Regions from separate parts of the Mus musculus genome. Here all the other regions are linked to region 6. The links are chromatin contacts, called in public ChIA-PET and HiChIP or PLAC-seq maps. All regions are on one chromosome and are shown on one strand. The core of a region is the stretch at or near the end of the contact, and the rest is flanking DNA. Distances in the headings are between cores, read along the strand shown.

Region 1 (3,964 bases), core at 39-2,538, 460 kb before region 6:
GTAAGAAGAGGGTTAGAAGTTTTTGTGAACCAGCAGTCTGCTACCACTTTTGGATCCTCTTCTGCCCTCTGGCGAGAGATAAGAAATCATACCCTTTGGGACATATCACGTAAATACACGCGCGCACGCGCGCGCGTTCACACACGCACACAATTCGCACGCACGCTCAAACTTACACCCATTTGTAAAAAGCTTTAAGGTACATACAACACACCTGAACATTTATTCCCTTCTCCTCCCATCCCGAACTCGAGCGCGCAGAATTTCACACAGCCCTCGCGTGGCTCAACCAGAGCAGAAACCAGCGAGCACACACTAGTACTCCCGCCCTGGTCCTGGTTCCCGACAGGAATAAAAGGCCAGCACTCAGCTACACCTGCCCAAGCGTCTGCGCGCGCGAGCACGCGCACATACACTTGCTCACACGAACTCCTAGACACACTGGTCCTATAGCTATGCAAACCGCCCTGAGGGTCTAGGAAGAAAAGAAAACGTGACATTTTGCAGTCTTTAAGGGACGCAAACGATCGCGAAGGGCAGGGCAGGAGGAGGGGCGCTGAGTGGGAAACTGCTCTGAAACTGCATATCTTCTGGGAAAGTTGGGAAATCCTCACCCTGAACAAGTCAGGGGGTGGGGGTGGGGAGGGGACTTAACACTACTGCATGCGCGCGCGCGCGCGCACACACACACACACACACACACACACACACACACACACACACACCAAGAAGGGATTTCTCTAAAGGCATGGCGCCGCAGAGGCTACGGGAACACAGCCTTCCCGATCTCCCAAGGTTGGGAGGGGGCCGGAGACTGAGTGGTCTAGATGGAGAACTACTCCCTCCTCCTAGTAGCCAGCAAAGGGTTAAACCGGCAGGCCGGGAAGCGAGGGAGGAGCCAGCGAGTGCGGGAATGGGGGGGGGGGGGGAGCGCTTCTTCGCTGTCCCCACTCTCCCTCGGCGAGCAGCCGGGGCGCACGGACCGACCGACTAACCGACTCCCTGCGGGGCCGCGCTGCTGAAGGGGCGCGGACACCGGGTGTCCAGGGTCAACCCAGCCCTTTCCATCCCGTCGTGCCCCGCCCCGTCCCGTCGGGGCCGATGGCTCCTTCCGAGGCACGGAGTCCGGGGGGCGCAGGGTAGAACTCCGCAGCCCCGCTACGTAGCCCGGGACTCCCCGGGTCCTTACGGAGCCCCGCGGAGTCCCCGCCGTCTGTCCGGCGGGATAAGGGAGCGAGTGGGAGTGCCCTCCCCCCCGCCGCCCCCTCCCCCGATCGTCGAGACAAGATGCTGCCCGGGCTCCGGCGCCTGCTGCAAGGTAGGGACACCGGCCGGCGGGAGGACACTAGAGAGAGAGGCGCCCCTCTCCTTGGGCACGAGGGTGGGGCAGTGAAGGGGGTGGGGTGGGTAGGGAGCAAAAAACCGCTTAGCGCGGGAGCGGCGCCTCCGCCCCCAGAGCTGCCAGCCGCAGGAGGGCACTGGGCTTGGAGCCTGCGGGAATGTGCGGGGAGCTCGTGACCAAGGGGGGACGCGGAGGGCAGACCGAGCTGGCTGGGAGGAGGAGAAAGAGGCTCAGGTTCTGTTGTCCCGGCTCCACCTGCTCCGGGGGGACGCTGAGGACTCGGGCCGGCTGGGGAAGCGCCGACTCAGCAACTCCTCGTGCCCGGTGTCTCAGCACTTTCCAGTCACCTGGGAAGACAAGCCATGTGGGTAGGGGTCTGCCTGGGAATGAAGGGGGTAGAGAGAGATTCCCCAATGGCCCTGCCTAGTCGCATAGATGGAGGGGCTAAAAGGAGGCTAGTTCCGAGCACTGAGTGACAGCCAAGGGTGTGGGCTGGAGACTGGGGGCGGGGAGGGTAGGGGTCGGAGGGAGGAGGGGAGTCAGGATGAGAAAAGTGTCTAGGGAGGTGGGGGTGAGAAAGAGGAGGTGGGGGGCGGGATAAAGGAGGGGTAGGAGGAGGCATAAAGGTTAGACGACCAGAAACTGGGGTCCAGGGGAAGACCAAGGAAGAGGGAGGAGAGGGTGACCAGTTCAGGAGAGAGGTGTACAGGGGCATAAAAAGCTAGAGGGGAGCGGGGGGGGGGGGGGAGATAACCGGAAGGGTGAGGACTGGGGCTCTAGGAGATTGGAATGGAAAGGGGATGGGAGGACTAGAAACCAGCGGAAGCTAGTGAGGAAGGATAGATGTAAGACTCAGACACCAGGAAAATGGTCACCAGGGGTGGGGGCCGGGATCCCTACGCGGTAGAGTGATTTGAGACGGATTAGGATGTCAACAGAAGCCAGAGAAGGAGATGGAAGAGAAGCGATGGTGCCCAGGGAGTAGACAAAGAGGCTCTGGTAACCACTTCCACGTGGGAAGCTCTCCATTCCAAAGCGCCTGCCTGGTATAGCCCTTCTCTCAGGAGTAGCTGCTGGGCTAGTCCAAAGGACCCTGAGCTCGGGGTCTGGGTTAGAGCTGAGGGAAGGAGCGTGAGCACTTTGTGTGTGGGGGTGGGGGGCAGCCTCCTTGGGGTGGGTACCTGGGCTGCCTCAGCGCTGCCATTTATATCTCCAAGCCCCGACGTCGGATCCTGCCGCCCCACAGTAGCTGCTTATTTTGGGGTGTTACATTCTGGCAGAGTGAGAAGCTGTTTGCAGCAGCTTTAAAGCCTCCAGTCACCTGCATCGGTGCCTCCTCAGGCCCCTGCGTCACTGGTATGCCATCGCCCCCCTGCCACTCCCAAGGCCCCCCACCTCCTCACCCTCTGCCCCCTCAGCATCTGCCTGGCAGGCCCCTGGCTCTTCTCTGAGGCAGCGTTTGAGGTGTGCAGATGGTGCTTGTATTTAGGACCCAGCACCTTCTTTCTACAACTAGAGGCCTGTCTACTTTTACTGGGACATCTCTGCCCTATTATGGTGCACCCTGGTTCCTGCCTTGGACACTGCCCCCCACCCCTTCCTCCTCAAGTTTCTTATTCCCAGGGGCCTCTGGCCTAACGGCTGGCACAAGCTGAGAACTTTATCTCAGATCCTGGGTACTCCAAGGTCTGGCAGCCCTTGGGCTTTGACCATGATCCCTTGGTGAATGGATCCTTTTGGCTCTGGGTACCTTAGCCTTCCGGGGATCAATATCATGTTGTAGTCTCTCTCCACTCCCTCCTGTGGCCAGATCTGGCTATGCCTTTGGTCACTGATCACCTCTTCTTGACTCTCAATTGTGCTGTGCTCTAGAGTAACCAGAGCCTGGAACCTAGGAGTGGAAATCTATGGAGAGAGCCTATGTCCATCCTGTCCTGTCCCCACCCCCACCCCGTGACCCTGACCCCCGACCCTGAACAGCTAGTATTGTGGTTGTTCCAAGACTGAGCATCTGGGCACAGTACCTATATTCCCTTTACCTCTAGGCCAGCATATCTTATTGAGAAGGTATGATGGGGGAAGGGGACTCTGAAAGAAAGGTCAGAGCAGGTCCTTGGTCCACAGTCCAGTGTGTGCTCTTTCAGCTCTGGGTCCCACATTACACTTGGACTTCAGAGTGAAGTCTTCTTCCCTTCCTAGAAAGGTTGGGGCCTTTGTACTATTGATCTCCCCAGGGGCCATGACAGGTTGGGTTCTGTGGATAAAGAGGGCAGCATGCATAAATGGAGTACTGGCATGCAGTAAGGGCTCAAGAGTAGATTGAGTCCTTCTCTGGTCCCATACGCCATTCATGTTAGGGGGTTAACAGAGGGTGAGGGAGGCTTGCAGAAAAGGCTTCCCTCTGCCTTGACTGCAAGGAAGGGAAGAAACCAAAGATTCTGAGAAGGACAGAAAGGGGTTCTACCAACCGGAAGCCCACTTTTCTCCTTTCCAGCCCTCAGTGATTTCTTGTCTCACGAAGATTTGTTCTAGATGGTGGCTGAGGATCCCCCGTCCACTTCTGACACACTGTGCCTGCCCAGGACATGCATTGGGGAACCTAGAGTATAGCTGTGGACCTCA
Region 2 (3,977 bases), core at 779-3,278, 410 kb before region 6:
CCCCAGCCCTCTGTAACTGGGGCCAGGCACCTGGGCTGAGTGCCATAGCTGGGTGCAACCCACTGCTTCCTTAGAGATAACTTCAGCAGGGGTGGGGCAGCCCCACAGTATAGCTGGAGCTGCAAGTAAGGATAGATATCAAGACCTCCTCACCTCCACCCTCAAGGAAATGGTTTTCCATCCTCCCACACTCACAGGCTAAGCAATGAGGCAACAGGTTGAGCTGAAGAGTCAGGAGAAGCCAGAAGGACATTCACATGTGTGTTGAGACTTAGTCATCCAGGGAACTGATGTTACTATTGTTTCTAGGTAATGGACACTCAATTTGCAAGGAACTCACTGGTTAAATGAGATGGAAGCCGGGATTCCAATCCCTGTTGGCCTTCTTTCCACAACAAGGATGTGGGGAAAGAGACAGGAGAGACATCAAACTGCACACCACACAGCCCCTTCACTGAGCACAACACTCTCCTTTCCAGAAAAGAAAAATATCCACCAAGTCCCAGTCACTAAGTGAGGCGCTCCCTCCCTGACGGACAGATGCAGACAGGCAGCCTCTGGCTGCACTAACTATTCTCAAAGAGTTTAGAATTCCCACTCCAGGTCCGGGTCACTTTACACAAGACCAAGGTGATTGGTGTGGAAAACAGAAACAAACGCTCCACAAATATCCATTCTAGAGGAAATAAGGCTTTTAACTTTGTACAAAAGGGATGATTTGTAGACCTGGGAACTCCAAGGTCCTGAAAAGACCAAGAGTATAGGTCCTTCACGTCCATTCTCCAGTTTGTGTACTTCTGTTTGATCTCATTAAGAACTCTCTGTGTATTGGTGATGTAGTTCAATGCTTGCTAGCACACACACACAAAAGACCTGTTTAACTTGAGCATTCCTTATCCAGGTAGGTGCAGAACTTCTAAGAGTCTACGGACTACTCTAGACAGAAGGTTGTCATAGGCAATCAGTCTCAGGATATGTATGCCTAGTGGGACTTTGGCTTTCACTCATCACTGAATCAGAGAATCCTGACAGAGTGGCACCTGAAGTTTGAAGAGATCATGAAGTGAGGCTGTCCAATTCCTAGCTGCCCAGTGTTCCGGTCTTGGGCAGCCCTGCTTTGTCGCTTTGTCTCTGCCTGACCACCTGTCCTTGTTTTCCAACTTCCTGCCTCCTCCTTCTACCGTCCCTCGCGGTCTTCACCTCCCACCCCCACACCCTTCTCAGATATACCTGGGCACAGGCTGGAATAGAAGCCTTCCTTCTTGAGCATGATCAGCAGGGAGGCCCAGCCCAGGAGCACCGCGGAGAAGAAGAGGTTCTCCACCACAGCGGTGCAAGCCATCCACCAGCGCCTGCGGTACGCCTGCTTCAGCGTGGGAGCCATGGTGGCCGAGACTCTGCAGAGAAACAGAGCGCTCAGAGAAGGGCTTCCTAGCGGCCCTTGGGAAGGGTACTCCATCATGGTGGCTCCTGAGACCCCTGGAGCCAAAGAGATGGAGCCTTCATGGAGGCCCCATAGAGCCCGGTGCTGCGGAGCTGGCTCCGCGCGCTCTGGCAGTGCCAGGAGCGAACGCGCCACTGGCCCGCAGGGCGCTATCAGGAACCAGAAAGGTCTGGTCTGAGCGAAGCAACTTCCTGGCGCGCTGCCGGGCTTGCCTACCCGAGCCAGGGCGCCCCGATCCCGCTCCAGGAGACAACCCCCCAAGTTCCCAAAGTCTCTCAAAGTCACCAAGGGGCACACCGTGCTCTGTAGCCACCTCTGGCCCACAGCTAGCCAGCCTCTAGGCACCAGATCGGATTCTCAGAAGCGAGCAGGAGGCGGAAAGGGAAGTCTGGGGCTACCCCGAGACCCTCTATTCTAGTTACGCCTTTCATTCTACTCCTCCTCTCCAGAGCCCGGGTAGAAAACTTCCTCCCGCCTGACACAGCCGGCGGCGCTCGTCCTGTCTCCTGGGCCAATCCCACGGCTGCCACGTGGAGGGAGACCCTGGGCGGGCCCCGTGGCGCCTCCGCGCGCCCCTCATTCCGCCGCGCGCCTGGGAACGCGCCAGCCCCTCTGTCCCTGGGAGGGGGCTTGGGCTCCGGCAGGAAGTCCGGTGCCTGCAGACTTTATAAGGACATACTTTATAAGGAGGCAGATGGGGTGGCCGGCGGGCGGGTGTGTTTACCAGAGGGAACGAAGAAACCCGAGCCCTCCAGGGCCGCGGTAGCCACCGCCAACAAGGGAGGCGATCTGACCCGGGGACCCGAAGCAAGACCCGGGCGAGCCTAGAGGAAATGATCAGGGGAAGAGCAAACAAGAAAGACGAAGAGAAAGAGACCCTTCTCTAGGGGGTGGCCCAGCCCCTCATCTGTGAAACGGGGCTTTTGAATCAGGGATCCCCGAGGTCCCATCCTATAATGACAACCGTGGTTCTAAACAGAGTGGAAGAGAAGAAGGGGAGAATGAAGGGGTCGGACAGAGGGAACAATGTGCCCAGAGACTCAGGTAACGGACGCTTCACAGGGACCTGCAAGTGTGGCTGGGTGACTTTGAGCTGCGCTAGCTGCTCACCTGTCCCCGACAAACTTGCCTCCCGCAGCTGTTGACACCCGGAGTAACACAGAGTCTCCCCGGCGCTTCCACACTCCGGATCTCCTGAGACCCAGGATCCCAATTCCAAATCGCATCCACGCGGGGTGTCTTCCCTGCGTGCCAGACCCAGCGGGCCTCGGAACCGCCGGTCTCACCTCGTCTGCGCCCTCGAAAGAAGCAGTGGATCTGGGAACCGTCCTGGCGCCACAGATAGGTGAAGCCGGGAAGCCAGGGCATGGACTACGCGATCTGCGGAGTTGATAGCTGTATTTACAGGCGTTGGGAGCAGCGCCCCAAGGTGGGGGCGGGGGTTCCCGTCCTTCCCCACCCCTTAGGTCGAGTTTCATGCACACGTGACTCGCCTGTTGGTCCCCAGATACTTTTCTTACCCAGTGCGCCCGGGGCGCCTAAATTTCCACTCTCGACCCCCAGCTTCTCTGTTGACCCCCTGAACTAACGTTTGACAGCATTCTCTACATCTTTGTTCAAAACAACCAAAAACTTGGCTGAAGTTAAACTGGATGCTGGAAAGGCTAGGGTGGGGTCTTGAACTGTGAAGTTGAAAAGGATTCTTTTCCAAAAGAGTCGGGAACTCTTTTGGAGTTTATATGCTCCAGTTAAGAGTCTGCATTTTGAAAGCTGTCTAGCCCGAGTTACCTTGGGCAACTTAATCTCTCAAAGCTTGTTTCCTTCTCTATAAATTTGGATAACAGCATTTGCCGGCCTGTCAAGAGGAGATAGAATTAGGATGCAGTAGTAATTAATGCTGGGTACACTTGACTTGGTGAGCATAATAAATGTTCATTGTTGCCGCTGTTGTCATTATTTCGCAAGATTCAGTGATCAGGTGCTTCCTGTCGCTAAATGATTGATCTTTTGGTAAACCATTCAGTCCACCTGGCCTCAATTTCCCCATCTGTAAAACAGGAACGCTATTCAGTACTTGTTTGGACAGATTAAGGAAGTAATTATGCTGCAGGAAAATACGGGTACGGGTTAACTCGGTGCATTAAGAGTGAAAAGGACGGACCAGAGCTGGTGGTGCACGCATTTCATCCCAGCACTCAGGAGGGAGAGGCAGGCAGAGCTCTCAAGTTTGAGGCCAGCCTGGTCTCAGGGCAGCCTGGGTTGTTACACAGAGAAAACCCTGGGGTTGGGGGCAGGGAGTGGGAGGTGTGGCTGGTAAAATGCTTGCTTAGCATGTCTAAGCCTGAAGGTTTGATCTGAAGTACAGCACAAAGCAGGGTTAGTGGCACGCGTCTGAGAGGTAGGGGCAAGGGGGATCAGAAGTTCAAGGTCGTGTTCAATTTGCAAGAGGCCAGCCTGGGCTACATGAAAGCCTGTCTCAAAAAAAAAAAAAAAAAAGTGTGATTCACAGAGCTCTGAAGGAGCCTGAAACAGT
Region 3 (3,807 bases), core at 693-3,192, 370 kb before region 6:
AAATTAAATTAAATGATTTTTTAAAAATTAAAGGCCATTGTTAGCTGCATATCAAGTTTAAGACCAATCTGAACAACACAAAATGGTATTAAAAAAAAGTACCGAAGGGAAATTTTCTCTCTTAACACTTGAATTTTCTGTGTTTTGATGAATTCTGACGAACTTTCCATGATTGCTGAAACCCACACCAGTGCACACAGCTCCTCCCAAAGCCAGCTAGTAAGTCACCTGACTTAGGAGAAATGAAAGTGAAGGCAAACAGGCAGGAAAAGCCCTGTGAGTTAGACTCTTATCAGTCTGGGCTCAAATTCCAGCCCCATTACTTCTGCAGAATATCACTGGCCAGCCACGTTACTCTCCCTGATGTCTCAGTTTCCTCTTCCATGAAATGGGAAGACACAGTTATCTCACAGTTGTTCTAAGAGTTAAATAAAACAAACTGCCTGGTGCTGACAATTCCGGAGCAACAAAAGCCAGTCTACCTTTTAGCGTTGAGGTAGCAAATTACCCTTTGCCCCATTTAGTACCAGCCTAAAACCAACAAAGTTTAGTTCTGTTTTGGGTCTGCTCTGGACTTCTCCATCTCAAAAGAATTTTCTTTTTGAAAGATGAGGCCAGCTGGGTGGCACACGCCTTTAATCCCAGCACTGGGGAGGCAGAGGCAGGCGGATTTCTGAGTTCGAGGCCAGCCTGGTCTACAAAGTGAGTTCCAGGACAGCCAGGGAAACCCTGTCTCGGAAAGAAAGAAGGAAAGAAAGAAAGAAAGAAAGAAAGAAAGAAAGAAAGAAAGAAAGAAAGAAAGAAAGAAAGAAAGAAAGGGAGAGAGAGAGAGAGAGAGAGAGAGAGAGAGAGAGAGAGAGAGAGAGAGAGAGAAACATGAGGCCAGCAACCATCCCTTCTGTCTCCTGAGGAAGCCTTCCCCTCAATTCTGCAGACTAGAGGAGCACTTCGGGGAGACTCAAAGCCTAGCGGTACCAGCCCTGGCTCACGAGCATTTCTCCTCCACGATCTCTAATCCTGGCTCCATTCAGCGGTCTAGACATTCCTAAGGAAACTGCCCTTTTTTCATTCTTTCAGATAGTACCAAATAGTGTCTCATAGAAATGAACGTTCAAACGGAACAAGATTTCTGTTCCTTTTCTGCTCCTGCTGCCTGGCACTGGGCTAGTACAAAGTAGGCGTTTAGTAGCTGGAGCAGGACTGCATACAAATAACCTACTCAGAGCATAAATTGTTACTTCTCATCCAGGAACTAGTCTGTACGTTTTATTTCACGGTCTGTCCATTCACCACCCCACCGCCCAACATCACTCTTCTGTGGCCTCGGGTAATGTAGGTATCAAATTATGGGTGTATCCACTAGGCGGAGCAACAGAGCCCTTCCTGTGCCTTAGATAAGTTCCACTAATAAATTTCCAGCAGAAATTGAAAATGAAACCAGTTTGGAAAGCCCAATACATTGGAAACCATTTGGAAAGACCAGTTCATTCTCGTGGCCAGTACAGCTGATGACAACTTTTTTTGAAGCTGATGACAACTTTTTTTTCCAGACCTTCTCAATCAGGCCCCCTCCCTTCCTCCTCTCTTTCTCCCTCCTTCTCGCGCGCGCGCGCGCGCACACACACACACACACACACACACACACACACACCGCGCCTTTCTCCTCCCATTTCTCCATTGGGAAAAGGTGAGGATACCTGAGTTTCAGCCAGCCCTGGTACCCAAATAACAAAAAAAGCTCAGAGAGCAAGGGGGCAGGGGAGGGTTAGGGCAGGGCGGAAAGGTTAGGGCAGGGCGGGAAGGGGCACAAGGAAAGGGTCATCCTACATAGGCTTACTTTCGCCACTCGCTTGCTGGCCATCATCTCGGGTTGGAGCGTGGGGCACCAGCAGATTCCAGCAGGACACCGCTCTCTGAACTGCAGCTCCCGAGCCCCGCCCACGCTCCACTCCACCCACACCGACTCTAGCTGCAAAGACCTGCTCCCCACCCCTTTGGTGGATATCTGGAGGCTGCAGTCGAGTGCCCAGCTTGGCGATCTCGTATCTCAGCAACTCATGCTCCTTGCAGATCAGAGACTACGTCGGTGGAGCGCACTGCTCCTCTTGGTTCCTGCATCTTGCGGGGTACATCTCGTAGAAGCCAGGATGGGATTCATCTCCAGCCTCTGTCAGCTCCCCGGACGCTGAGAGCAAACTCGCCCAAAGCACAGATGAGATACTCTTGATGCAAAGTAGCTCCGGGGCAGGGCTCTCTGCGACCTCCGCAATGGAATTGTGAACCTACCACCTCTAAAGAAAGTCTCAGAATCCTGGGCCAAGTCACTTTGCCTTTGTGGGTTCAGTGCTCCGTTCTAAAAGAGAGTGGGGGGGGGGGGGTCAGTATAGACTTTATGTCCTCCGAGGACCGCTCCCTGAGTGGTACAGTCCAGCAGATGGGCAGAAACGCAGCGATGCTTCTTTTAGGTTGCTTGGTGCCCGAGCACCACTAGAGGACGCTGTTGGACTCATTCGCTTTTATTTTGGGCGTTCTGTGTTTTACTCTACTGAACACATAGAAAGTGTCTGCTGTGTGGCAATTTGGGAAAACGATGGGTGGCTGAAGCCTCGAGATAGATTTCAGGAGCCTATTATATTTTATCACCAACTGATTACAAACTATGGAACTACTGTGTGTCCAAATGAACAGCCAAGAAGTCTCTAGCCCTCTGCGCAAGAGTAAAGACCCCCCTCATCCCAGCTCAAGTCGAGGCCAAGGTGTAATAGCAGCCCCCAGCCTCTGGAAGAAGTTCTAGAGTTAGAAGGGAATCCACCTACCTGCCTCACCCATTCCAGCCCAGAAATTAGCATATTTTGAAGCCCAAGATTTTGACCCAGTAGGTCACATGATTTTTATTTTCCTGTCCAGGAACCAAATATCTGCTCTGCTTACATATAGGATGTGCTTGAAAAATGATTCTGGGGCTGGAGAGATGGCTCAGCAGTTAAGAGCATTGACTGCTATTACAGAGGTACTGAATTCAAATCCCAGTAACCACATGGTGGCTCACAACCATCTGAAATGAGATCTGACGCCCTCTTCTGGTGTGTCTGAAGACAGCTACAGTGTACTTACATATAGTAAATAAAGTAAATCTTGAAAAAGAAAAAAAGATTCTGGGTTCTTTTTTCAGTTCAATAACTTTAACCAGATACCTTCTAAATGCCAGCAATAAGCAGGACACCATCAGCAATCCCTAAATATAGTTTGGAGATAAGGGCATTTGAACCCATTTCTGGTTAGTAGTCTTAGTTAACACCAAGTGCCAGGTACTATCGATGGAACACATCAGATGGAGAAATTGTGGTGTTTGTCCTCTGAGGGGCTCTCAAGCAGTTGAAACACAGAGAGAAAATTTCCCTTCAGTATTTTTTACTTATTTATTTATTTATTTATTTATTTTCTATATATGAATAAATTGTAGCTATCTTCAGACACACCAGAAGAGGGCACCAGATCTCATTACAGATGGTTGTGAGCCACCATGTGGTTGCTGGGAATTGAACTTAGGACCTCTGGAAGAGCAGTCAGTGCTCTTAACAATTGAGCCATCTCTCCAGCCCCAGTATTTTTTTTTTAAATACCATTTTGTGTTGTTCAGATTGGTCTTAAACTTGATATGCAGCTAACAATGGCCTTTAATTTTTTAAAAATCATTTAATTTAATTTTATGTGTATGGATTCCTGCCTGCATATATATCTGTTAACTACCTGCATGCCTAGCAGAAGCAAATGAGAGCATTAGATCTTCTGGAACTGGGGCTAGAG
Region 4 (3,659 bases), core at 1,031-3,530, 500 kb after region 6:
GTTCTGTAGGCTTCTTGTATTCATGGGCATCTCTTTCTTTAGATTTGGGAAGTTTTCTTCAATAATTTTGTTGAAGATGTTTGCTGGTCCTTTGAGCTGAAAATCTTCATTCTCATCCACTCCTATTATCTGTAGGTTCGGTCTTCTCATTGTGTCCTGGATTTCCTGGATGTTTTGAGTTAGGATCTTTTTGTATTTTCCATTTTCTTTGATTGTTGTGCCAATGTTCTCTATGGAATCTTCTGCATCTGAGATTCTCTCTTCCATCTCTTGTATTCTGTTGCTGATGCTTGCATCTATGGTTCCAGATTTCTTTCCTAGGGTTTCTATCTCCAGCGTTGCCTCACTTTGGGTTTTCTTTATTGTGTCTACTTCCCTTTTTAGGTCTTGGATGGTTTTATTCAATTCCATCACCTATTTGGTTGTGTTTTCCTGCAATTCTTTAAGGGATTCTTGTGTTTCCTCTTTGATGTCTTCTACCTGTTTGGTTATGTTTTCCTGCAATTCTTTAAGGGATTTTTGTGTTTCCTCTTTAATGTCTTCTACTTGTTTACCAGTGTTCTGTATTTCTTTAAGTGAGTTATTTAAGTCCTTCTTGATGTCCTCTACCATCATCATGAGATATGCTTTTAAATCCAGGTCTAGCTTTACAGGTGTGTTGGGGTGCCCTGCACTGGGTGAAGTGGGAGTGCTGGGTTCTGTTGATGGTGAGTGGTCCTGGTTTCTGTTAGTAAGATTCTTGCGTTTACCTTTCGCCATCTGGTAATCTCTGGAGTTAGTTGTTATAGTTGTCTCTGTTTAGAGATTGTTCCTCTGGTGATTTTGTTACCCTCTATCAGCAGACCAGGGAGACTAGCTCTCTTCCCTGAGTTTCAGTGGTCAGAGCAGTCTCTGTAGGCAAGGTCTCCTCTTTCAGGGAGGTGCACATTTATCTGGAGTTTGGACCTCCTCCTGGCCGAAGCTGAAGGCCCAAAACGGGATCTTTCCCAGAAGCTGTGTTGCTTTGGCCTGTCATAGAAGCCTTTGTTTCAGTAGTCCACCCTCTCACCTGTGTAGACTACTTTCCGTGGAGTCCCGGAACCAAGGTGGCCCCCGAGGAACGTGAGGCAGAAGTCTCTCGGGCTGGGCAGACACCTGTGCTCTGACCAGGAAGATGGCCGGTTGTCTGGAGCCGAAAATGGCGTCGCCTCAGAGGCTCTGTGGCTCTCGCCCGTTCCAGAAGCTGCTGGCCTCTGTGTTCCACACTCTCACCTGCAGACCGCCCGCCACGGAGTCCCGGAACCAAGGTGGCCCCCGCGGAAAGTGAGGCAGAAGCCTCTTGGACGGGCGGACCCCTGTGCTCTCATCAGGAAGGTGGTCAGTTGTCTGGAGCCGGAAATGGCGCTGCCTCAGAGGCTCTGTGGCTCTCGCCCGTTCCAGAAGCCTCTGTGTTCCACATTCTCACGCGCAGACCGCCCGCCGCGGAGTCCCGGAACCAAGGTGACCCCCGAGGAAAGTGAGGCAGAAGCCTCTCAGGCCCGGCGGACCCCTGTGCTCTCATCAGGAAGGTGGTCAGTTGTCTGGAGCCGGAAATGGCGCTGCCTCAGATGCTATGGTGGCTCTCACCTGTCCCAAGAGCTGCTGGCCTCTGTGTTCCACACTCCCACCTGCAGGCTGCCCGCCGCGGAGTCCCAGAACCAAGGTGGCCCCCGTGGAAAGTGAGGCAGAAGCCTCTTGGCCAGGCGGACACCTGTGCTCTCACCAGGAAGGTGGTCGGTTGTCAGGAAGGTCATTTAAATTTTTTAAATCAAAACTTTTACTTAGGCAAATTCATCCCCCCAAACTATTATAAATATATTTTAATTTTATGTTAATAAATTGACACTGGTGTTTTCACATGTAGTTTCCTCTTGGTGTCTTAAGTTCACATAGTCTTTCAGAAATGTCTCCTACTTTTTACAACTCCAGCTGTTAATTTTGTATTGCTGATTGCTGCTTAGCCACAAACCAACATTTCCAGCTGCCTTCTGGAAAGCTCATTTTGAAGGCCCCCCACATACATGTTAAGCAGCAGATTTCCCTGATCCCTGTTCCCCTTTCATATGCCAGATGTCACATACTGTCTCAGTCACTGTCCTGTTGCTGTAAAGTGACACCATGACCTAGGAAACTCATAGGAAAGAAGGCATTAACTTGCGGCCTGCTAGCAGCTTCTGTGATGTATCCCATTACCATCAAGCAGGCAGACACTGCAACAGTAGTGGAGAGCTACATCCTGATCTGAAAGCAGAAAGACAGACACTAGCCCTGGCATGAAACCTCAAAGCCCTCATCTAGTGACACACTTCCTCCCACAAGGCCACACCTACTAATCCTCTAATTCAATCAAAGAAGACTCCCTGGTAACTAAGCATTCAAATACGTGAGCCACCCACTCTGACTTCCCCTTTTATTTCCTTGCTGAACCTAGAAATCATACAATTCTTCATTTGTCTCCTCATATTCTTCTTCCGTGTCTAGCCATTCTCCCCACCCTGTGTATTCTACACCCTGCCTTTTCCTCAGGTTTCCTAGCTGTGGTGTTCTTCCCATTATTCCACCAGCTTACCTCTGACCTCTCCACTTCACTGTTTATGCCTCCTCTGTCACTCTGTAAATCCTTTCCGCATGTTGACAAGGTTGTGTGACCTCACACATGTGTTCTTCTCTATTTCAACACTAAGTGACATGTTGACTCTCTCCAAAAGTCTCATTCTTGCTGACCTTAATACTGTCTTTCCATAATATATTCACAAGCTTCAATGTTTCGGTTGTAGAACAGAAAAGTAAGACAAGCCATATGTGAAATTTTGTAGCTGCAGTTTTATAAGAATCAAAAGGAACTGAGGAAGAATGGAAAAACATATTCTAACAATATGGCAAAATAAACTGTCACTGTCTAATTGGAATAGATATTAGAAACACTATTCTCTCATTTTTATTTTGTCTTCAAAATCTAATGTGTTTTAAACTTCTCAGGCTCTGTACTCAAGCACTATATTTCAACTGTGAACATTTGATCTGCTTGTGGTCCAATGTATGAAAATGTCATAAGGAAATTTATTACCTCATTGCTAACTTAAAGATAAATAACAAGGCCTTGTTGGACATCAGTGGGAGTAGCGACCCTTGGCCCTGAGGGAGTTAGATGCCCTAGCGTAGGGGAATGCCAGGGCTAGAAGGCAAGAGTGGGCAGGTGGGTGGGGGAGCACCTTCATAGAGGCAGGAGGAGGAGGGAGGGGATGGGGGTTTCCAGAGGGGAGACCTGGAACGCGGCTAACATTTGAAATGTAAATAAAGAAAATATCCAATAAAATACAAAATAAAACAAATAAATAACAAAAAGAAAATTTGACTTATATAATTCCCAAGTCATCACAAACATACTCATAAAAACATTGTTAACTGCAGATGATCAGCGGTAAACATAACAAAAATTTTAATTCATATTTTTTCAGTCATATTAGCTAAGTCTAGGCATATGACAGTTTCAATGGCCAGTGGCTAAAATATTACACAGTGTCTAAAATACTACATTTACTTAGATGTAAAATATTACATTTAAGTGTGTGTATTAGGTACATTCTCACTTCAAAAGCAGCATTTAACTATTGATTGTTCTAATATTTCATGTACTTTGT
Region 5 (3,902 bases), core at 266-2,765, 430 kb after region 6:
GAAGCACCTGAAAAAATGTTCAACATCCTTAATCATCAGGGAAATGCAAATCAAAACAACCCTGAGATTCCAACTCACACCAGTCAGAATGGCTAAGATGAAAAATTCAGGTGACAGCAGATGCTGGAGAGGATGTGGAGAAAGAGGAACGCTCCTACATTGTTGGTGGGATTGCAAGCTTGTACAACCACTCTGGAAATCAGTCTGGCAGTTCCTCAGAAAATTGGACATAGTACTACTGGAAGATCCAGCAATACCTCTCCTGGGCATATATCCAGAAGATGCCCCAACCTGTAAGAAGGACACATGCTCCACTATGTTCATAGCAGCCTTATTTATAATAGCCAGAAGCTGGAAAGAACCCAGATGCCCCTCAACAGAGGAATGAATACAGAAAATGTGGTACATTTACACAATGGAGTACTACTCAGCTATTAAAAAGAATGAATTTATGAAATTCCTAGGCAAATGGATGGACCTGGAGAGCATCATCCTGAGTGAGGTAACCCAATCACAAAGGAACTCTCACAATATGTACTCACTGATAAATGGATATTAGCCCAGAAACTTAGGATACCCAAGATATAAGATACAATTTGCTAAACACATTAAACTCAAGAGAACGAAGACCAAAGTGTGGACACTTTGCCCCTTCTTAGAATAGGAAACAAAACACTCATGGAAGGAGTTACAGAGACAAAATTTGGAAGTGTGACGAAAGGATGGACCATCTAGTGATTGCCATATCCAGAGATCCATCCCATGATCAGCTTCCAAACGCTGACACCATTGCATACACTAGCAAGATTTTGCTGTAAGGACCCAGATATAGCTGTCTCTTGTGAGACTATGCTGGGGCCTAGCAAACACAGAAGTGGATGCTCACAGTCAGCTATTGAATGGATCACAGGGCCCCCCAATGGAGGAGCTAGAGAAAGCACCCAAGGAACTAAAGGGAACTGCAACCCTATAGGTGGAACAACAATATGAACTAAGCAGTACCCCGGAGCTCTTGACTCTAGCTGCATATGTATCAAAAGATGGCCTAGTCGGCCATCACTGGAAAGAGAGGCCCATTGGACTTGCAAACTTTATATGCCCCAGTACAGGGGAACACCAGGGCCAAAAGGGGGAGTGGGTGGGTAGGGGAGTTGGGGGGGGGAATGGGTATGGGGGACTTTTGGTATAGCATTGGAAATGTAAATGAGCTAAATACCTAATTAAAAAATGGAAAAAAAAAAAAGAAAGTTACTGTGAGATGAGTCAGGGCCAAGTCAACACAAAGCTGACACAAATGATGCTGCTTTAGGAGTCAGTGAAGGAAATGGTTAAAAATGCTTGCAAATGACACAATGTCTTCTAAGGAGCAAGAGTATCATACCTTACCGCCTGAAGCTACTCAATTACCGCTCATATCCTTTAAGGCATATTTATAAATGAAACAACTGAAAGAGGAAATGTTATACGTTTGATCTTCCCATAGTTCAAATGTTTTTCATAACCTCCAGAAGAGAAAAGCCACCAACTGAAAACCCTCAGCTCAGAAGCAGGAAGTGCTCGAGTTACTGTCTTTCCTGAGCTGTGTGGGGTTGGTTTTTTCTTTCCTAGTTCCCTCGGTGGGGTCCAGCAGCCAAACTTTTTACACGGCTGACTCTAATCAGAATGGTTTTTAAAAATTAGGCAGAGAGTGATTATTGCAATACACAAGATAATTGCATTGTCGAGTTTCAGTTTTATACATCATCATTCAGGAGACAAGTAAAAGCTGTTTACTACAAACAAGCAATGACTAAATGGTCGCCAAGACATTGCGAGTGGTGCTCTGCTGACACCCAGTGGAATAAACATAGACATAGACTCCCAGCGCTGCTGGAGAAGTCATTGCTGTCACCTTCTACCCAACAGAGTCACATAGACACACTTAGTGTCAATTCAGTTACTTAAAAGAAATTGAAAAACAGAATCCATTGAATTTCAAACAATACTTCACCAAAGTCCCTGCTAAGGACAATGAAAATTAGCTTACTCAAAAGCAAACAGTAGATTTTATTTTTATCAAAATTCTAAATTAAAAACTCATTTACTAAAATAAAACAGTCCTTCACTTTCCACATTCTGTCATCCATTTTTTTTTCAATGAACATTTGTTCCTTTTATTCACAAAACATAAGACTTACCCTTTTGTTGAATCCCTTTTCTTTATGATTTTACACAAAGAACCTTGAGATATATCAATTATAAAACATGTCAAAAAGGAAACATCTTCAAAATTTACAAACAGGTACTTTATACAAGAGTTCTCTATAAAATTCATCAATGTAAAAAAGACACTGAACTAAATTAAGTGTAAGACATGTTCAGTTGTCATTAGGATTATTTCTGTGTTGTTGGAGACTTTTCTCTCCTCCGGTCCTGACTTCTCTTTGACTCTCTAGACTGTTCAGGGCGTCTGCTAGGCTTTTCCCAGCGTCTCTCTGCACCGTTCTGACACCTGGCGTCGTCTCCCTTGTGACCAGAATGCCTTCTACTCCTCTCCCTTGACTTGGAACGATCTTTTCTTCTAACATTATCACTGTCCTGATTTCGGCTTCTTTGCTTCTCATTTTCAGAGAAAGAATCTCTTCTCTCTCTGCTTCTTCTTTGGTTCGCCATGCCTGTCTTCTGGCTCTCTGTGTGAGCCTTGTTCTCGGCCATTGCCAACTCTGCTGTGACTATTCTCATGGCTTCTGTCATCTATGTGCTTTGCTAGGGAATCTCTCCAGTCTGCATCTCGTGAGTTCTGAGCTCTGTGTCTTTCAGACCTTGCTCTCTCAGTCCTCCCTTCCTGGTGCCTTTGGTCCTCCCTGCCTCCTTGCCTCCGCTCAAGTGCCTGGTGGCCCCTGGCTAACTTATCAACTTCTTCGCCTCTGGCCTTCCCTTGTCTCTTCTTTCTTGTACCTTTAGCTGAGGTAGAGCTCTGAGTGCTGGAGGAGGAGGAGGAGTCGCTCGCTTCACTAGAGGACTCTGAGCTGCTTTCGCTGCTGTCAGAATCTGAGTCAGAGGAATCAGACGCCGAGGAAGACTCTGAAGATGAAGATGTCAGGGCTGTTTTCTTTTGTTCAGCTTCTGGTTTCTGGGCTACGATGACCTTGGGCGTATTTTTCAGATGTTCTCGCAGTTCATCCGTCAATCCTCCGAGACCTATGGAAGTGAAGAAGTTGATGGCAAACCGAGTATTGCGTGGGTTGTCTCTGGGTAACAGACCTTCAAAGAATGGCTGGAGAGTTTCATCCTTTAACCTCGCATTCAGTTTAGGAAGACCCATGTATTCACACAGTTCCTGGAAGAAGATCTTGACAAAAATTCGACTAGACGATGTCGTGGTCTCTTCACTCAGTTTTATACATTCGAGAACACTCCATGGAAGTGAATCTGTGTATAAAAGGTGAGCAAACACCTTAGCAACATTTCTCAATTTGTTTGTCTCTAAGCGATGGATGGTGTCGTACTGTTCCTTGAATATACTTTCAAATGATTCCATGTATTCCTTTTCCAGCATACAAAACCGCCCAGCTAACAAGCCAAAAAAATTTTCATAGGTCCTTTGTTGGGCACAGCAATCAAGTATCATGTTGCAGAGTTCTTTTGTTTGGCTCTCTGCAAACTCCATTTTCAGCAACTTGTGTGCACATTCTTCAAAATCTAAACTTGACTGAATGGCAAGATAGATTGTACGGCGAAATGAGACGAGGTTGATTTCTGTTTTGTCATGAATAGTTACTTTTTGCCCTCCTTCCTCGTCTTCTCCTTCCTCCTCCTCTTCTTCCTCCTCCTCCTCTTCCTCCTCCTCATCTTCACTACTTCCAGCTCCTTGGTCTGTGTTTGAATCACTGTCTCCTTCATCAAGGATTTCTTTTTTAATA
Region 6 (4,129 bases), core at 1,094-3,593:
CCTGATTTTTGGAAACAGTTTCATTTAGCTTTACCATAGCTATCCAAACATTTGTGTCATACTAAAGCACACACTTGAGAAGTTTCTTCAATCTTTTCACTTGTTTCTACATGTCTCAGCACAGTCCAGCTTCCCCAAAGTCCTTATAGCATGTATTCATATTTTTTTCATGTTCATAACGTGGTAACTTTTAATGACCTTATTATTGGGAAGTATGTTTACTTTTCTTTCTATGAAAGACACATGTATGATACTAACAAGAATTATCCAGACTCTTCATGCACCACAGCCATAAACCTACATACACAACCAATAATTTATACTAAACACTACAGGTTGTATTAAATTTCCCATTTACAACAGCACCATGTATATCTATTATACAGGAGAATGATTGCCGGCTTGTGATCTTTCAGGCATCATCTAAAAGAACGAACCCCTTTACTTACTAAGACTCTGCTGTGTTTGAACAAATCCAATGAGTGAATCAAAAACATGTTAATGCTTTAATACTTACTGGAAATGTATGTAGCTTTGTATACACCAGTCTGTGTCTCAGAGGTCAGATATTCTTAGAAATGGATACAGGAGCATATATGATGATCATTTAGAAGTTAAAATCTAGTATTTGTTTTGCCTGAACTTTAAGCTGTAAACATCATACTTAAAAGTTCTGTCAGTATTGTCCCAGTGAGTATAAACATCTGCAAGGGGACATGATTACTCTCTACTGCTTTCCTCCTGAGCCCCTGTGCAACATGCGACTCCACATCAGAACTCTGTGGTTTCACCCAAGAATGTGTTTTACTGTTTTTCTGATTAATGAGTTATTATTTTAGGAGGCAGTAGTGATTTATAATGCTGACTTTTCACCCCATGAGCTGAAGGAAACAGCACAGGAAAATATAATTCAACAGTTCCCTATAGAAAGCAAAACTAAAGTGTCCACAAAGTAACTTCCCAGTTTATCGCCGTCTCTTAAAACTACATTGTGTAGTTCAGCTTCTTACACAGACTTTCCATTTTCAGTGATGGAGATGGTCAATTATGTCCCATATTTCTAAACGGATGCATCCTATTCTATATCCATATACAGAATTAAAGATTCTGCAATAAATCTCCTCCATGGATCAAGATAGGAAACATTTAAAAATGGCGGTGTCTTTCAGGAACACGATATCCAGAGATTCTGCACCCTGTGTCTTTAGTGCGGTTCCTCATCTGCTAGGACTTTGAGCTCCTCATCTGCTACTTGGTTGTAGTAGCTTCGCTATTCGTCTGTTCCTCCAAGGTGAAGCAGCAAGATTGTAGTAGCTAGTTAGAACTTGCCATTTTCTAAATGTTATAAAATATGTTGATTCAAAGTTTAAACAGACAAATTATATTATTTTATCCATCCTTTCCAGTTTATACGTGAGACATTTGATGCAAAGATCATGTGACTTTTAGTGCTGTCTGGCTTCAGGAGTTATGATTATTGCCAAATCTCATAATTTATCATATTATATAAAACTAACAAGTATATTTCAGGTTTATAGGCTTTTTTTCCTGATCATACGCAATGATTTCTTACTTTATGATATAATTATGTTTAGAGGGAAAACTTTTTTTTAAATTGAAGTTCATTTATTGTATGAAATTATTTCATAGTATCATGTTAAACTAAAGCCACCTTTCCTTGAAGGTTATTTTGAGGTACAACTAGTATAATGTTTAGATTATATAAAATGATATAATTATGTCAGATATTTAAAAGTATGTACAATGATTTCATACTCTATACACAGTCTGGCTTTACAGGACATACAACTCAGGAACTCCTAGAAAGGACAGCCCGAAGCCTGTTCATCTTCTCATGCAAAACTGGTTGTGGAGTTGCATCAGATATTAGTGCTCAAAATTGAGTCCGAATTAGTAATTCTGATGCTCAAAATTCCATGCACATTTAAGAAAAAAAGATGTGACTGATAAATTGTTCCTGGTTGTTCTGTGAACCTTAATTCGACACACACCCACACTCCTAACTCCTTTGATTCTTTTACACCAAGATCGCCTTCAAATCCCAGGCAGCAAGTTCTAACAGAACTCAGTCTAGGTGAAAGGCAGCCAGCTTTTGCTGGTAACAATGTGTTCATACAGCAAAGGATCTCTGTCTGTTCAGGCTGCTTCTTGCTCTTGTCAGAGTGAGAAGGGAGTTGCTGCTCCTTTCCTGGGGTAAGCTATTTGAGAAAGAAAGTAACCTAACACTAAGTGCAGGCGGGGCGGGGTGATGTAACAGGAAGCTGTGATGTTTCCCTTCTGCTGCTGATCGCTTACAATCTGACAACACTCCCCATCTACTCAGAACAAGCCCTCTCTTCGCAGCGTGCACTTCTGCCTTAGGACCGGCGGGCTCTGTTGCCTGGACCTCACGCTGCCTGCAGGACCACATTGCAAAGCTTTCCACACCTCGCCTCCGGGAAACTCTTGTGCAGTATCTCAGAAAATCAAACTCCCTCCTGAGACTATTCCCACAGAATTTCCTTAGGAGCTGTGCCAGGTAAGTGTATTATTCAAAATAAACGTATGTATTCTCAGCACTATTCTTAAGTATTATGACAATGTTTCTAACAAGAATTTAGTAAGTGGCATTGAAATAATGTTGAAACCGCTTCATTTAGTCTACAAAGGGATACTAGAGAGTCTTACTCCAGAATGCATACAAAATGTACTACTAGTGCATAAGAGTATTTACAGTGATACTTTAGAAAATAAATTTACCAATTATTAACGATGTGAGCGGGCTATAAGGCAAGTTTCTGAACAAATACCTTAATCAGGAAACAATGCCTTTTTAAAGTTAGTTGTACTACCAGCTCAAGTCCTGACAGCTGGAAAACATTTGCACCCCAGGAAGGGTCTTTAAATTTTCCACATAATCAGTATTCTAAGGAAGGGATGGCAGAAGACTATGGGGTTCCAGAGTCTTCCTGTGTGGCTGAACACAAAGTTGGATTAAGAAGAAAAGCCACCGGCTTGGACTTCTGTTTGCTTTCCGCTTCTTTTGACATTTACACCTCTAACTAGGGAACCAATGGAATTTTCATTGTTCTTTGTTGCTAGATTTGTGTAAATACCCCATTTTTGGTTTTCCTTTGTTTTTGTTGTTGTTTGTATTGGGTTTTTTTCTTTTGGGGGGGGTGTTCATGAATTGTCTCCACTGTATTAAGATCATGGGTGTCTTACAAATAAGGTAAGGGGAAAACAAAAACAAGACAAAACAAACAAACAAACAAACAAAAAACCCAACCAACAACCAACCAACCATAAACCCCACAACTGCCCAGGGTTAAGAAAATGTAGTGATTTCTACATTACTTCATGGTTTTTAAACTCTTAAGCTTAGAGTTGTGTTACTTCAATTATACTGGAAACTTGTGGGGGAAGAGTGTGAAAGGAGTCTCCATAAATACATAAACAGAGGCACGATAAGCAAGTGGATTAGCTCATTAAGCAGAGGAATTAAATTAGATTTTCAGCTATGATGCTGAGATGAAGCAGCTGCAGGTCTCTCTTGCCACAGTACAGACTGTCCTGAGAATCTAAGGAGCTAGTGCCTACTTAACAAGTGGCTGTCAGAGCGGCATCACAGGTTATTGCTAAGGAATGGGAGATATCAGTTTTGGATTAAAATTGTGCTTATTAGCATAATTTATTAAATTCTACGTTTTCTTACTTAAGTGAAATATAAGCTGCAAGATGCCTTTCAATGCTAGCATTCTGAGCTCAATTTCTAGTAGTCTGGCAAATAAACAAAATATTACAAACTCATCCTGAGTAACTCCTCAGTGATTTTTGGCTCAGTTTCCACATGTTTTTCAATGTAATTGAAACATTAATTTGTACACTTGTAATTTTTAAAAGCTTTGCGGCTGATTTATGTTTTTATTTTATTTTTATTTATACTACCGAGTTCCCTGATGTATAAAAACAGACAAGGTGAGTTTAAGATAGGACTTGTTACAAATAGTCATTAAATAACTGGAGAAAGAAGCGAAATCAGCACATTAAATAACCCAGTGTCATTCATAGGAACAGAAGTTGAAAAGCATTATTCTAAGCCAGATGATTTTCTGAAATTAAGTATTAT
Region 7 (3,865 bases), core at 920-3,419, 330 kb after region 6:
AGGTTGATTTCCAGAGTGATTGTGCCAGTTTGCAATCTCACCAGCAATGGAGGAGTGTTCTTCCTTCTCCACAGTCTTGCCAACATGTGCTGTCACCTGTGGTTTTGATCATAGCCAATCTGATTGGTATAATGTGGAATCTCAGGGGCATTTTGTTTTATATTTCCCTGATCACTAAGGACTTTGAACATTTCTTTAAGTGCTTCTCAACCATTTGAGATTCCTCAGTTGAGAATTCTCTGTTTAGTTCTATACTCTATTTTTAAAATTGGGTTGTTTGGTTTTTTGGTAATTAGCTTCTTTATATATTTTGGATATTAGTCCTCTATCGGATGTGGAGTTAGTGAAGATTTTTTTTCCCCAGTCTGTAGGTTGCTGATTTTTCTCAGTGACTATGCCCTTTGTCTTACATAAACTTTCTAGGTTCACGAGGTCCCATTCATCATTTCTTGAGCCATTGGAGTTCTGTTTAGGAAACTTCCCCCTGTGCCAATGAGTTCAAGGGACTTTACCACTTTGTCTTCTATGCCCCTTCATGTTAAAAGTATTGGGGAGATCAGGAATTCAAGGCCCATTCTTAAACACAATAAAAAGCAATTTACTGCAAACCAACAGCCAATATCCAATTAAATGGAGAGATACTTGAAGCAATCCCACTAAAATCTAAAATCGGGGACAAGATGAGGATGCCCAATCTCCCCATTCTTTATTCAATGTAGTACTCTAAGTTCTAGCTAGAACAATAAGACAAAAAAAAAAAAGAGATCAAGGGGATAAAAATTGGCAAAGAAGTAAAGGTATCACTATTTGCAGATGATATGATAGTGTATACATAAGCGATCCCAAAATTCTGCCAGAGTACTTCTACAGCTGATATACAACTTCAATAAAGTTGCTGAATATAAAATTAACTCAAATAAATCAGTAGCCTTCCTTCCTTTATATAAATGATACACAGGCAGAGAAAGAAATTAAGGAAACAACTCCCTTCACAATAGCCACAAATAATGTAAAATATCTTGGGGTAACTCTAACCAAAAAAAGTGAAAGATATGTATAACAATAACTTCAAGTCTCTGAAGAAAGAAACTGAAGAAAATCTCAGAAAATGAAGAGCTCTCCCATGCTCAAGGATTGGCAGAATTAACATAAAGAAAATGGCCATCCTACCAAAGGCAATCTGCAGATTCAATGCAATCCCCATCAAAATACCAGCACAATTCTTCAAAGACATGGAAAGAACAATTCTCAAATTCATTTGGAAAGGCAAAAAAACCCAAAATAGTGAAAACAATTCTCAACAATAAAAGAACTGGAAAAAAGAAAAAGAAAAAGAAAAAAAAAAAAACAATAAAAGAACTGTTGGGGGAATCCCCATCCCTGATCTCAAGCTCTACTACAAAGCAATAGTGATAAAACCTGCATGGTGTTGGTACATAGACAGACACATTGATCAATGGAATAAAATTGAAGACCCAGAAGTAAAACCACACACTTACGGACACTTGATCTTTGACAAAGAAGCCAAAAATATACCACAGGAAAATGAAAACACCTTCAATTAATGGTGCTGGTCTAACTGGCAGTCTGTATGTAGAAAAATGAAAATAGATCCGTGTTTGTCATCTTTCATAAAGCTCAAGTCCAAGTGGATCAAGCACCTTAAAATAAATGGTTCTTAATTAGCTTATTAATTTCATTAACAGTGAAACTTACATGGTTTTGTCAGTTAATGATTTGAAAATAAAACAATTCCTCTTTTTAGGACAAATTCCCAAAAAGTATTTTTCTGCTAATGAGAACCTAAAACTACCAAACTGAGAAGAAAGGCAAATGAATATTTTTTTCATACTACAAGTATTTTTAAAAATCAGTATTCTTGAAATCTAATAGAGCACTTTGCAGAAACAAAAATACACAAAATGTTACTATAACTATACAAATATTAAAATGACTTTATCAGTGCAGTAATAACCAGAATCATTTGTCACTTTTCATACCAAGTAAACCATGAGAACAAAGATGTGTGGGAGCGTGTCCTCAAAGGAAGTGCCTCTGTCTGCAGGCTGTTTGTAATCAACTACCTACCAGTTCACTAGCCTTTGGGTAGTGCAGGAACACTCACTGACTCACTGACTTATGGAGAAGTAGCTCATAGAGACAGACTCTGAATAACCAAAGCAAGAGTCAGAATGGATGGTTTCTATTCCCCTAATAAACACTGACTGTTCTTTGGCCATAGAAACAAGTAGCCCTTGATCCAAGCAATCAATGACAGCCTCACACCAGTACACAGTCTTTTGTGCTTTGTTCAGTGACACTGGTGTCTTCTCAAGCTCAGCTTTCCTGAAAACAGTAAAATCAACTTTCTGTTTGAGGTTCTGAATGGTGGTTGTGCCTTTAAACAGGTGGCATGTATTAAGTTAAAGGAAAGAAGAGTGTATTGGTTTTTTTTTTTTTAAATATAAGAAACCTTAAGAAATGTACCTTGTAGAATGAAAAGGAGTTTCTAGAATGGAAATCATGGTTCTGCTTTTAATTTTAAGTCAGCATAATGAGCAGAAAAGAAAATGAATGTAGTGTAAAATTGAATTTGCTATTTAAGTAAGCACAGAAGCAAATGATAAAAACTAAAGAATTATACAATGAGGTAAATTAGTGTTTAAAAAGCCAGAACTTCTGGATATTCTATAGCCAGTCTTTTCTTTTCTTTTTTTTTTTAAATTGAAAATAGATTTTTCTTCTCAATAACAGATCTGGATCATGGTTCCTTCTCCCTCTGCTCTTCCCCGTGCCTCCCCACCTCCATCCCCACCTAGATCCCTCCCCTCTTTGTCTCTATTAGAAAATGAACAACAGGCTTTTGAGGCATAAAAACCTAATAAAATGTAATGAGATTTTAAAAACCTAACACATCAGAATAGTACACAACAAACAAACAGAAGGAAAAAAAAACAAGAAAAGGTACAAGAAACATAGAAGCAGAGACACACTTGTTCACACACTCAGACATCCCATAAAAACACAAAGCTATAAGACATTTTTATGTGTGATATAATTGTGTGTGTGTGTGTGTGTGTGTGTGTGTGTGTGTGTTTAAGTATTGACATGAGACTATGAGATGAAGAGCCTCCAAAGATGTCACTGAGTTTCTTTTTCTGTTGGTCATTGTACTGGCTAGTTTTGTGTCAACTTGACACAGCTGGAGTTATCACAGAGAAAGGAGCTTCAGTTGAGGAAATGCCTCCATGAGATCCAACTGTAAGGCATTTTCTCAATTAGTGATCAAGGGGGAAACGCCCCTTGTGGGTGGGACCATCTCTGGGCTGGTAGTCTTGGTTCTATAAGAGAGCAGGCTTAGCAAGCCAGTAAAGAACATCCCTCCATGGCCTCTGCATCAGCTCCCGCTCCCTGACTTGCTTGAGTTCCAGTCCTGACTTCTTTCAGAGATGAACAGCAATGTGGAAGTGTAAGCCGAATAAACCCTTTCCTCCCCAATTTGCTTCTTGGTCATGATGTTTGTGCAGGAATAGAAACCCTGAATAAGACAGTCATCTACTGCTGCACACAACAGCTTACCCTTAAGAGTAGTTGGTTTCCTCAGTGAGATCCTTATGGCAGCAACTGAATTTTCATTTGCAAAGGGTTATCAATTAGAGACAGCTTTGGTTCAGGGATGGGTCCATGTGTTCACTTCTCCTTTTGGCACAGAAGAGAGAGAATTTCGGTCTTATTAGTAAAGAGCTGACAGGATAAACACTAGTCAAAGACATTCATTAATTCCCAGCTCATTAATAACAAAGGAAAAGCTCCAAGAATGTAGTCATGATATAAACCAAGACTTTCTCTTTAACTTTACCCTGTT

Evidence for each region. HiChIP or PLAC-seq counts read pairs in DNA pulled down with a chosen protein or histone mark. ChIA-PET counts read pairs in DNA pulled down with a chosen protein or histone mark.
Region 1: a CTCF HiChIP or PLAC-seq map of the NIH/3T3 cell line shows a contact between it and region 6, with 5 read pairs. The contact joins the promoter of Rtn4rl2 here to the promoter of Calcrl in region 6. A contact is called at or near these places in 3 of 39 promoter capture datasets (the C10 cell line, HPC-7-derived erythroid cells and pre-B cells), 1 of 15 datasets of contacts at CTCF or cohesin (the NIH/3T3 cell line) and 1 of 9 other capture datasets (liver).
Region 2: an RNA polymerase II ChIA-PET map of memory CD8 T cells shows a contact between it and region 6, with 5 read pairs. The contact joins the promoter of D930003E18Rik here to the promoter of Calcrl in region 6. A contact is called at or near these places in 1 of 39 promoter capture datasets (frontonasal cranial neural crest) and 2 of 115 datasets of contacts at active chromatin or transcription factors (memory CD8 T cells and pro-B cells).
Region 3: a CTCF HiChIP or PLAC-seq map of the NIH/3T3 cell line shows a contact between it and region 6, with 5 read pairs. The contact joins the promoter of Ube2l6 here to the promoter of Calcrl in region 6. A contact is called at or near these places in 5 of 39 promoter capture datasets (cranial neural crest, frontonasal cranial neural crest, pre-B cells and 2 more), 1 of 15 datasets of contacts at CTCF or cohesin (the NIH/3T3 cell line) and 2 of 9 other capture datasets (adipose tissue and liver).
Region 4: a contact with region 6 is called in an H3K27ac HiChIP or PLAC-seq map of DN3 thymocytes, with 9 times the contacts expected there. The contact joins the enhancer-like site here to the promoter of Calcrl in region 6. A contact is called at or near these places in 15 of 39 promoter capture datasets (the C10 cell line, HPC-7-derived erythroid cells, the SN4741 cell line and 8 more), 1 of 484 Hi-C or Micro-C datasets (cortical neurons), 6 of 115 datasets of contacts at active chromatin or transcription factors (the 230-238 cell line, DN3 thymocytes, bone marrow-derived macrophages and 3 more) and 2 of 9 other capture datasets (adipose tissue and embryonic stem cells).
Region 5: an H3K4me3 HiChIP or PLAC-seq map of bone marrow-derived macrophages shows a contact between it and region 6, with 14 times the contacts expected there. The contact joins the enhancer-like site here to the promoter of Calcrl in region 6. A contact is called at or near these places in 11 of 39 promoter capture datasets (the C10 cell line, the HPC-7 cell line, cranial neural crest and 8 more), 2 of 15 datasets of contacts at CTCF or cohesin (large pre-B cells and pro-B cells), 2 of 484 Hi-C or Micro-C datasets (bone marrow-derived macrophages and nephron progenitors), 15 of 115 datasets of contacts at active chromatin or transcription factors (the 230-238 cell line, CD8 T cells, the HPC-7 cell line and 10 more) and 3 of 9 other capture datasets (adipose tissue, liver and pancreatic islet).
Region 7: an H3K27ac HiChIP or PLAC-seq map of oligodendrocyte precursor cells shows a contact between it and region 6, with 7 times the contacts expected there. The contact joins the enhancer-like site here to the promoter of Calcrl in region 6. A contact is called at or near these places in 13 of 39 promoter capture datasets (the C10 cell line, the HPC-7 cell line, HPC-7-derived erythroid cells and 7 more), 1 of 484 Hi-C or Micro-C datasets (bone marrow-derived macrophages), 4 of 115 datasets of contacts at active chromatin or transcription factors (acute myeloid leukemia, bone marrow-derived macrophages, large pre-B cells and 1 more) and 2 of 9 other capture datasets (adipose tissue and macrophages).

Annotation. Positions count from the first base shown.
Region 1 is chr2:84,884,016-84,887,979 of GRCm38.p6, reverse strand. It overlaps Rtn4rl2 (reticulon 4 receptor-like 2), which reads left to right and starts at 1,288. Exons shown (of 3, transcript NM_199223.1): 1 at 1,288-1,318. The coding sequence starts at 1,288.
Region 2 is chr2:84,838,259-84,842,235 of GRCm38.p6, reverse strand. It overlaps D930003E18Rik (RIKEN cDNA D930003E18 gene), which reads left to right and starts at 2,028. Exons shown (of 2, transcript NR_165656.1): 1 at 2,028-2,488; 2 at 2,583-3,386. It overlaps Slc43a1 (solute carrier family 43, member 1), which reads right to left and starts at 1,610. Exons shown (of 14, transcript NM_001083809.1): 1 at 1,231-1,610. The coding sequence starts at 1,462.
Region 3 is chr2:84,796,963-84,800,769 of GRCm38.p6, reverse strand. It overlaps Ube2l6 (ubiquitin-conjugating enzyme E2L 6), which reads right to left and starts at 1,942. Exons shown (of 4, transcript NM_019949.2): 1 at 1,838-1,942. The coding sequence starts at 1,864.
Region 4 is chr2:83,928,297-83,931,955 of GRCm38.p6, reverse strand. All of the region lies in intron 3 of Zswim2 (zinc finger SWIM-type containing 2), which reads left to right. Among named protein-coding and RNA genes, the nearest start is that of Zswim2, 11 kb to the left of the region's middle. Within about 2 kb of position 2,280, at least 77 of the 459 cell types and tissues checked have an H3K27ac peak or open chromatin away from gene starts, as enhancers often do. A contact at or near this core is called in DN3 thymocytes, bone marrow-derived macrophages, effector CD8 T cells and 2 more, where this site is marked.
Region 5 is chr2:83,991,749-83,995,650 of GRCm38.p6, reverse strand. It overlaps the pseudogene Gm13691. Among named protein-coding and RNA genes, the nearest start is that of Zswim2, 52 kb to the right of the region's middle. Within about 2 kb of position 1,515, at least 119 of the 459 cell types and tissues checked have an H3K27ac peak or open chromatin away from gene starts, as enhancers often do. A contact at or near this core is called in the 230-238 cell line, CD8 T cells, the HPC-7 cell line and 11 more, where this site is marked.
Region 6 is chr2:84,423,480-84,427,608 of GRCm38.p6, reverse strand. Calcrl (calcitonin receptor-like) reads left to right here and starts at 2,343. Exons shown (of 16, transcript NM_018782.2): 1 at 2,343-2,539.
Region 7 is chr2:84,093,240-84,097,104 of GRCm38.p6, reverse strand. No RefSeq gene overlaps it. Among named protein-coding and RNA genes, the nearest start is that of Zswim2, 150 kb to the right of the region's middle. Within about 2 kb of position 2,169, at least 16 of the 459 cell types and tissues checked have an H3K27ac peak or open chromatin away from gene starts, as enhancers often do. A contact at or near this core is called in bone marrow-derived macrophages and oligodendrocyte precursor cells, where this site is marked.